2 separate regions of the Gossypium arboreum genome follow, and region 1 is linked to region 2. The links are chromatin contacts, called in public Hi-C maps. All regions are on one chromosome and are shown on one strand. The core of a region is the stretch at or near the end of the contact, and the rest is flanking DNA. Distances in the headings are between cores, read along the strand shown. Region 1 holds the start of LOC108457840 (serine carboxypeptidase-like 27). Region 2 holds the start of LOC108458030 (transcription factor GTE6-like).

Evidence for each region. A called contact is a pair of places that touch in the nucleus more often than the background predicts.
Region 1: a Hi-C map of leaf shows a contact between it and region 2, with 2.6 times the contacts expected there. The contact joins the promoter of LOC108457840 here to the promoter of LOC108458030 in region 2. A contact is called at or near these places in 2 of 5 Hi-C or Micro-C datasets (both in leaf).

The regions. Positions count from the first base shown.
Region 1 is chr4:33,690,294-33,694,896 of ASM2569848v2, forward strand. It overlaps LOC108457840 (serine carboxypeptidase-like 27), which reads left to right and starts at 3,000. Exons shown (of 9, transcript XM_017757010.2): 1 at 3,000-4,203; 2 at 4,297-4,392; 3 at 4,522-4,603. The coding sequence starts at 3,852.
Region 2 is chr4:33,540,071-33,544,422 of ASM2569848v2, forward strand. It overlaps LOC108458030 (transcription factor GTE6-like), which reads left to right and starts at 2,526. Exons shown (of 9, transcript XM_017757264.2): 1 at 2,526-2,731; 2 at 3,519-3,635; 3 at 4,004-4,219. The coding sequence starts at 3,522. LOC108460501 (elongation factor 1-alpha-like) reads left to right here. Exons shown (of 3, transcript XM_017760014.2): 2 at 1-404; 3 at 508-1,848. The coding sequence ends at 1,395.

The DNA of each region.
Region 1 (4,603 bases), core at 1,750-4,249, 150 kb after region 2:
GAAATACCTTTGTGCAAAGAATTCTTCTCTAGATAAATTTGTTGGTTGTATCGATCAGACTGTGAAGTCTCAACTTACATCAATATATGAAAGTTTTGAAAAGAGTAGAATTGTCCTCAAACACAGACACAACTTACCGTGTTTCAGATTATTGCTGGGTTTTGTGGCACTTGAAGCTCTAGATATCCTAGAAGGGGAACTTCAACAGTTGAGTAGACATCAACTTGACTCTTCAAACTGTGGTTGTAAACTACGTCATATTTGTGGGTTACCATGCGCTTGCATGCTATCAGTCTACTTGAATTCAGGTGGTATATTTAACAATTATTTTCTAAATTTTATTTATATATTGAATTTTTATAAACTAATGGCATCTCAATGCATGTGAGTGTATTCCGTTGGATTTAATAGATGTATTTTAGAGGAAGCTTGACTTATCACCGTCAACTTCTATGGAAAATAAGGACATTTGTTGTGACGGTGAGTTAGAAATGTTCAAAGAAAACTTCACTAAGCAGTCAAAAGCCAAGGAAAAAAAAAGTCTGTTAAGAAAGTTAAGAGATATATTTCAACCGAGTAAAACACTCATTAAAGAACCTACAATTCAAAAAAAATACGCGTGGATGACCAACCTTGAAGAAACAACAACAAAAACGAGTCGATTCTATAAGTCAAGTTCCCAGAAGACGTAGCCATTCAACCACGTCAAAATCTGTTGGGTTGGATCTGGTAGAGTTGAACAAAGAACCTGCAAGACATAGTTCATACGTAACCGAAATTCCAGACTTAAACCAGGAGCCATCAGATCAAGTTTCAGACTTCATAGACTTAAACCAGATGCTTGAATCATGTGACACTCATCCACTAATAAAAGAAATTCCAAATATGTTCCACCCTTACATCACACATGTACAAGATGTCAAGGGTGATGGAAATTGCGAATTCCGAGCAATATCTGGTTGTCTTGGTTATGGCAAAGATCAGTGGCTCTATGTTCGACATCAACTGCTAGACGGGTTATTGAGTTCATATGATGTCTATGCTAGAGTTTTCACTGATGGAATCGATGAATTACGTAATTCATTGTGTTTCTCACAATCGCCTGCCAGCAGAACACTGATGGTTATGCCTATGATAGTTGTCCTGATTGCCAACAGGTTTGGGGTGATCTTCAATTATTTAACCAAGCGAGGTGACATAAATTTCGTTCCTCTTTGGAGAGGTCCGGAACATTTTCAATACTATCATGCTATTACAATTGCACATGTATATGATAATCATAATGTGATGGTACAATTATAAAGAGATTACCCAATGCCTACCATTTCGGCTTATTGGATCCGCCATAGAGCCCCGTCTACAGCTAGATGGCAAACCATGTATGTGTCACGTCCGGAATTTTATAGACAACTGAAACTTTGTAATCTCAAAACACTGTTATAACTATAGAGGATTATTGTTGAATAATATTAATTTATTATATATTAGCATTTTGCTCATATTTTTGTATTTATGTATTCATATATATGTTTAACAATAATCCTATAATAAAAAAATATGTTGAATAATAATAATAATAATAATAATACTTATAATATTTAATAATCATACAATAATAAAAATATGTTTAACAATTAAATAAGTAAAAATTAAGTGGGAGGTGACAATTAATTCTTAATCATTATAGTAGAAAAATGTTAATTACTAACCAATTAATAAAGTAAAAGAACATTAATTAATAACTAATTATTAATTATAGTAAATGTGTGTTATTTATTAGGGTGTTTTTAGTATGTTTGGGAGTGAATTTTTGCCAACCCCGTTTATTAATCCTAAATCTACTTTCCTCCATCTTCCTTAAAAGCTTTCCACCTTTTTATTATTATTTATTTTACTGATATTTTTGGTCAAAAGCTTTAATTCCAAGCACTAAATGCATGTGCATAGTTTACTTGCTTTGCTCATTACTAAATAAATATCTCAATCCAACAATTTGTTATTATCAATGCCATACTGTTTTCTCTTTTAAAGAAAATAGTAATGTTGAAAAAATATATATAGAAACCAGACGGATTTAATCCACAACTGAAGACTTATTTGTCCAATAGTAATTGTTAAAAAGTAAATCAATTGTTTTTAATGATGAAAATTTGACTAATTCTATGTTGTACATTTAAATATTTACAATACAACCAATGCATTAAATAACCAAACACGCATTGGCACGATATTTTGTTCCAGTTTTAATAATTGTTTATCTGTATTTCAAATTTAAAACTTCATTTACTTTTACTTCCAAAAAAAAAACTTCATAATTTTATAAACTATCTCTATTTATTTTGTTAAGGAGATACCTGTGTGATTATATACTATCTCCAATAATCAACATTACAAATAAAATCATATAATAATTAGAATACTGTTATCTAAATTAAAATAAGTCTACAACGTTATATATACTGAGATTTAAATTAAATTAAATTTGGATTAAATTTAAACTTGACAAAAACTCTAAAACCTTAATCTTTTCTCATCTGTTTGAATTAAACTTTTAAATATATCGAATTTAAAGAATGAAAAATATCACAACATTTACTTCTTCCTCTAATTTTAAATCGGAAAAAAAGGGTCGTTGTTTCCATTGCAATAATAATATTAACTCACATGAAACAACATATTTCTTTATTATAAAGGAACCTATTTAGAGACCTGGGTGTATGAAATAACTATTATGTTTCAAAAATAATTTTAAAAGTAGAAAGAGAAAAATATGGATTCCTACCTTGTAAGTGTAAATATCATGTGCCACCATTGACAACCATTTCCAAGTTTTTTTTTTTTTTTTAAGATTTCCAAGTATCTTTTATAAAAGAAAGAAAAAGAAATTAAAAAAAAGTTGAATTAAATAATAACTTGATATATTTCCATCATTTGCGAACTTTAGAATATTCTAAAGCTGCTTATAACCTCAGTACAAATGCTGTACTTATTGGATTCTTAAAAGCAAAAAACAAAATGATGATCAGTTTCTTCCCCTGCAATTTTTTTCCCAGGATTCAATTTGTAAATTTTTAAACCTAATAAATTGTTCCTTTATTTCAATTTAATAGCAGCAAGCAAATTTGTTATTATTATTATTTTTTTAAAATTGCAAAGTTCACAATATCGAAACTTGGAACAAGCCCATGTGCAGCTTTACCTGTTTAAGGAAAAAAAAAAAGAAAAGAGAAAAAAGAAAATTCAAAGCATTTATTTGAATCTGATAAAACAGACAAACAAGAACATAAAAGCACAATAATAAAGAAAATTGCATGGCTTATTTGGTTTCATGTCTGTTTTTACACCTCATGACAACCAATCACAATCATTGGAGATTGTGAAAATTAAATGTTATAGATGTCAACACAACCACTCTCTACATTGTAGCATTCTTTGGGAATTTCAGTGGGATCTTTTGGGATCTGAATATTGAGTATTTTGTTTTTCTTATTTATGTTAGAATTTAGAGTGATTTGGCCTTTAATCGTCTCATTTAGAACAACTCTGTGGCTTAAGGTCGTTCCTAACTGGAGTTTTGTTTTTGTTTTTTTGTCTGTTTTGTACTCTCATTCTGTCATCCTTCTCTTTTTCAGTTCAAGTTCTACATTTTTACTGAAATCCCATTTTTCCAGGATTTCCAAAAGTTTCCATCTTTGAAAATCCAGAAATATTACTTCTTGATTGGTTTACAGTTTTACTAAGCCCTATGTTCTAGTATTTACCAAAGTTTCCTTCTTTGAAAACCCAGACCTGTTTTTGGATTTCTGATTCTGGGTTTTGCTCATTTTTCTGATTTATTGATTAGCTGATTCATGGGTGAGTCAAGATCCATTGGTTTTTTCTTTCTTCTTCTGATTTTCTCCACTTGTTTTGGGGATCAAACTTCGGATAAAATCACTGAGTTACCCGGACAGCCAAAGAATGTTGGATTCAATCAATATTCAGGATACGTGACACTGAATCAACAAGCTGGAAGGGCATTGTTTTACTGGTTGATTGAGTCACCAGTGAGTCGTAAACCCGAGTCAAGACCACTCGTTTTATGGCTCAATGGAGGACCTGGGTGCTCCTCTATTGCTTATGGAGCAGCTGAAGAAATTGGTCCTTTTAGAATTAGACCTGATGGAAAGACCCTTTACTTGAATCGTTATGCTTGGAACAACTGTAAGCCTTTTATTATGAAATGATGTTTTGCTTTTGTCCTTTTGGTTCTGTCTGAATTTCACTTAAGATTGTCTTGTTTGAATTGTTATGTAGTGGCAAATGTGCTGTTCCTGGAATCTCCAGCTGGTGTTGGGTTTTCATACACTAACACAACATCAGATTTATACACTACCGGTGACAAGAGAACTGGTAATTATATTTATATGTTAATGCATATTCAGACCGAGTCACATAGATGTAGTTAGTTTTGCCTAAGTTTTTGAGGGACTTGGTTCATATGGTTTAGATTGTAAGAGACTTGGTGTTGTGAATTTACAGCTGAAGATGCATATGTTTTTCTGGTTAACTGGTTTGAAAGGTTTCCACAATACAAGCATAGAGATTTCTACATTGCTGGTGA
Region 2 (4,352 bases), core at 1,276-3,775:
AGTCAACCACCACTGGTCACTTGATCTACAAGCTTGGAGGTATTGACAAGCGTGTCATTGAAAGGTTTGAGAAGGAAGCTGCTGAGATGAACAAGAGGTCATTCAAGTATGCTTGGGTGCTTGACAAGTTGAAGGCTGAGCGTGAACGTGGTATTACCATTGATATTGCCTTGTGGAAGTTTGAGACCACCAAATACTACTGCACTGTCATTGATGCCCCTGGACATCGTGACTTTATCAAGAACATGATTACTGGTACCTCCCAGGCCGACTGTGCTGTCCTTATCATTGACTCTACCACTGGAGGTTTTGAGGCAGGTATTTCCAAGGATGGACAGACCCGTGAGCATGCTCTGCTTGCTTTCACTCTCGGTGTCAAGCAAATGATTTGCTGCTGCAACAAGGTAGGTCATTGCATTCAGGCTTTTATGTTCAGTAGTTTCTAATTGGTTCCTTGTAATTAGTAATTATTTTTTTGCATGACATATCTATTTATTTCATTTACAGATGGATGCCACAACCCCCAAATACTCAAAGGCTAGGTATGATGAAATTGTGAAGGAAGTGTCTTCCTACTTGAAGAAGGTTGGTTACAACCCTGAGAAGATTCCTTTTGTCCCCATCTCTGGTTTTGAGGGTGACAACATGATTGAAAGGTCCACCAACCTTGATTGGTACAAGGGTCCAACTCTTCTCGAGGCTCTTGACCAGATCAATGAGCCCAAGAGACCCTCTGACAAGCCACTCCGTCTTCCACTTCAGGATGTGTACAAGATTGGAGGTATTGGAACTGTCCCCGTGGGTCGTGTTGAAACTGGTATCCTCAAGCCTGGTATGGTTGTAACTTTTGGTCCCTCTGGATTGACCACTGAAGTTAAGTCTGTTGAGATGCACCATGAGTCTCTTCCAGAGGCTCTTCCAGGTGACAATGTTGGCTTCAATGTCAAGAATGTTGCTGTGAAGGATCTGAAGCGAGGATATGTTGCTTCGAACTCGAAGGATGATCCTGCCAAGGAGGCAGCTAATTTCACTTCCCAAGTCATCATCATGAACCACCCAGGGCAGATTGGAAATGGATATGCACCTGTCCTTGATTGCCACACCTCCCACATTGCAGTCAAGTTTGCAGAGCTGGTGACCAAGATTGACAGGCGTTCTGGTAAGGAGCTTGAGAAGGAACCCAAGTTCTTGAAGAATGGTGATGCAGGATTTGTTAAGATGGTTCCCACCAAACCCATGGTTGTGGAAACCTTCTCTGAGTATCCCCCACTGGGTCGTTTTGCTGTGAGGGACATGAGGCAGACTGTTGCTGTCGGCGTTATCAAGAGCGTGGAGAAGAAAGATCCATCTGGAGCCAAGGTGACAAAGTCTGCTGCCAAGAAGGGTGGCAAGTGAACCGTGCGGGTTTTAGTTGATCCAACCAAACTATATCATTACAATATAACTTTTGTTATGTCCATCATAGTCAGTTGTTTAAATAGTTATAGTTTCAAGTCATCACCGTCTTGTGGAGGATATTGTTCGCAGAACTGGGTTCTTGATAGGCGGTGGTGAGTCCGTTGTGTAGTTTCAAACTCTTTAAAATGTGTCCATGTTAAATACAGGAGATTTTAGGTGGATTCCTGGACTCTTATTGGCTTTGAATGTTTGTTACACGCAGCATTTTGATATCTAAACTTTGGTTTGTTTTAATGCACATTTATTTAGTAAAAAAAGTGTAATAAATATTAATTGATAGATTAAACTTGACTGATAAGTACAGGTATTAAGAGTTTTGGTTTGGATTTTGGCACATTTTCTTTGTTTTGGAGATGGAGCTTATATAAGATAAATATTATTTTCTTCTCATTTTCTTGGTTTTATATTAAAGGTTTGAATGTTAAATATTCTAATTTTACTACTCATTCATTTTAATTTTTTAATTTAAATTATTTAATTTGAAATTTTATATTCCCCAAAAGGTTTAAAAATTATAAAATTATTAAATACATAAATACCCTTATAATAAATTTTTCTAAATTTTTATTTAATTTCGAGTTGAACTGATATGTATCATTAAATCACAAACTTATTATTAATAGTTTAATGATTAGACTTAAAATATGTAATTTAATGACACAAAATATGTCATACCTTCTTATACTTTTTTACAAATTTAAAATTCAATCTTAGTACTTTTTAATTTCAGTAATTTAGTCCATTTATTTTAAGATTTTAAAATTCAAGTTTAATTATTAATATTGTTAAATTTGTTTTGTTAAATTTGTTATAGTGACATTTTGAAATAAAAATACTCACTTGTGTAATATAACTAAACAAATGACATTGTAATGAATCTAAAATTAATATGAACTTGAATTTTGTTTGAAATCTAAGGAGTAGAGAAACTAAGTTACCAAAAGCAAAAATATAAGGACTAAATTCTAAATTTATGAATAGTACAGGGAAGTTTTACCAATTTAACCACATTTACATTAATAATTGATTGTACGACAAGATCATAATATTTGTGATGTAACAGATTACAAAAGAAAACGGCATCGTTTCCCTCTGGTGGAGACAAAAGAACCATAAGAGCCGAACGCGCATCGCACGCAGAGCAGTAGAAACGCGACGGCCGACTAGTCCTTTGAAACTTGAAAGCGAAACTCTCCCTTCAATCATTTTTCATTTACCATTTCCTTTATAAGCGGTTTTTCATTTTCTCAATTGAACTCCCCCCTCTTCTCTGGTAACTTTTTCTCTCTACGTTTCTACGTTTTCTTATGTTTATCCATACCTTATATACGTATTTGAATGTGTTTGCACTTGTTCTTCTCTTTCATGTCTTCAAATCATTCTTTTTTTTTGGAAGTTTGATTAGTTTTTGTGCTCTTTTGGGGTTGATTTGATAATGGGGTTTACTTGAAAACCTTTGGTTTTTTATCTTTATGTTGACCCCCTCCAAAAGGAAAAAAAAAAAGAAGAAAAGAGAAAAAGGGGTTAAAATGTCCCCCTTTTTTGGGGGTTATTTTTTACTTGTTTAGTGTTTCTGTTTTAAAGAACATCAATCTTTCTTCTAATTCTTTTTAGTGGAGTGGGGGTATTGAAGTTGAAATGTAAGACCTATAGACTTGACTGAATGAGTTTGAATAGGTGGATATGCATTAGGCTTTTTTGAATTTTGGGTTCTTGTTTTTCTTCATTTTAGGAATTATGGGGATGTTGGGAATTTTGAATTTTGATTGGCAAAATTGTGGGGAAGTTTGCTTTTTTATCTAAAGGCTATACAAATTCGAAAATGGTGTTTCCTATGATAATTGTAAGAAATTTGAATTTTTTGTCCTTCAAAACTATAGTGATATATGTCCTGTATAGTTTTTCCTCAAATTTTCCTGTTTCCTTTTGGTATTGCTGCTGTATGTATTCTCATTGTACTTCCATGATTGCATATGTTTCTACTGGTATATGCTTATGATCTAACAGTTACATGGCATTCATTAGTTTTTCCTCTTCCATTTTATGGTTAGATGGAACAGGTAATGGCATCAATTCCTGATTTTGAAATTGCTGAAGCTGGAATTTCGAAAGATAATAGTGCGGAAGCGGAGCAGTTCAAATTCCGGGTTGATGAAATCTTTCAAAAGGTTGACGAGGTAAGTGATAAATTAGGACTTTATGACATCTCTTTCCTCTTGAGTTTATTTAGTGGTTTACAATTAAAAGATTGACTACTAAAAATAATTGTATAATTGCACTTGTTGGTATCTGTTTAACTGTTATGTAGGAGTATAACCTTCAAAATAGAAGTATATAATGAATAGGGTAGTGAATGTACTTTTATATTGCATATAATATGGTACCGTTTTAGCTTCTATTGACTATTTCCATAAATTTTGTAAATACAATGCTGATCTTAGTGCTTTAGTTTCAAAAAGGAAAAAGCATGCTGCTTATGGATTCTCAGTTTCTGGATTTTTCAATTTAAATTGAACTATTGGTTAATTTTTTTTCCTTCTTTTAGCTTGAGCAAAAGGTGAATGAAGTGGAACAATTCTACTTGAGTTCAAGTAAAAAGCAACAGAGCAGTTCTAAAGGAAGCTCCATGGGAAAGGAACGAGATAAGGAAAGACAAGTTCCAAGCATTAAAAAGCAGCAACAAGATGCGTCGCGACGGGAAGCTGCTGCTGCAAAGAGAATGCAAGAGCTTATGCGCCAATTTGGCACAATAGTGCGTCAGGTAACCACTTATTCTCTGCAAGTGCTTGTTTTATTTCAGTTACCTTATGCTGTAAATGTTATCTTAATCAAAATGATCTTGGCTTTTAAGTCTTCTGCCTAGCATATATTTGGTAGCCGGGCTGCTTTAAGTC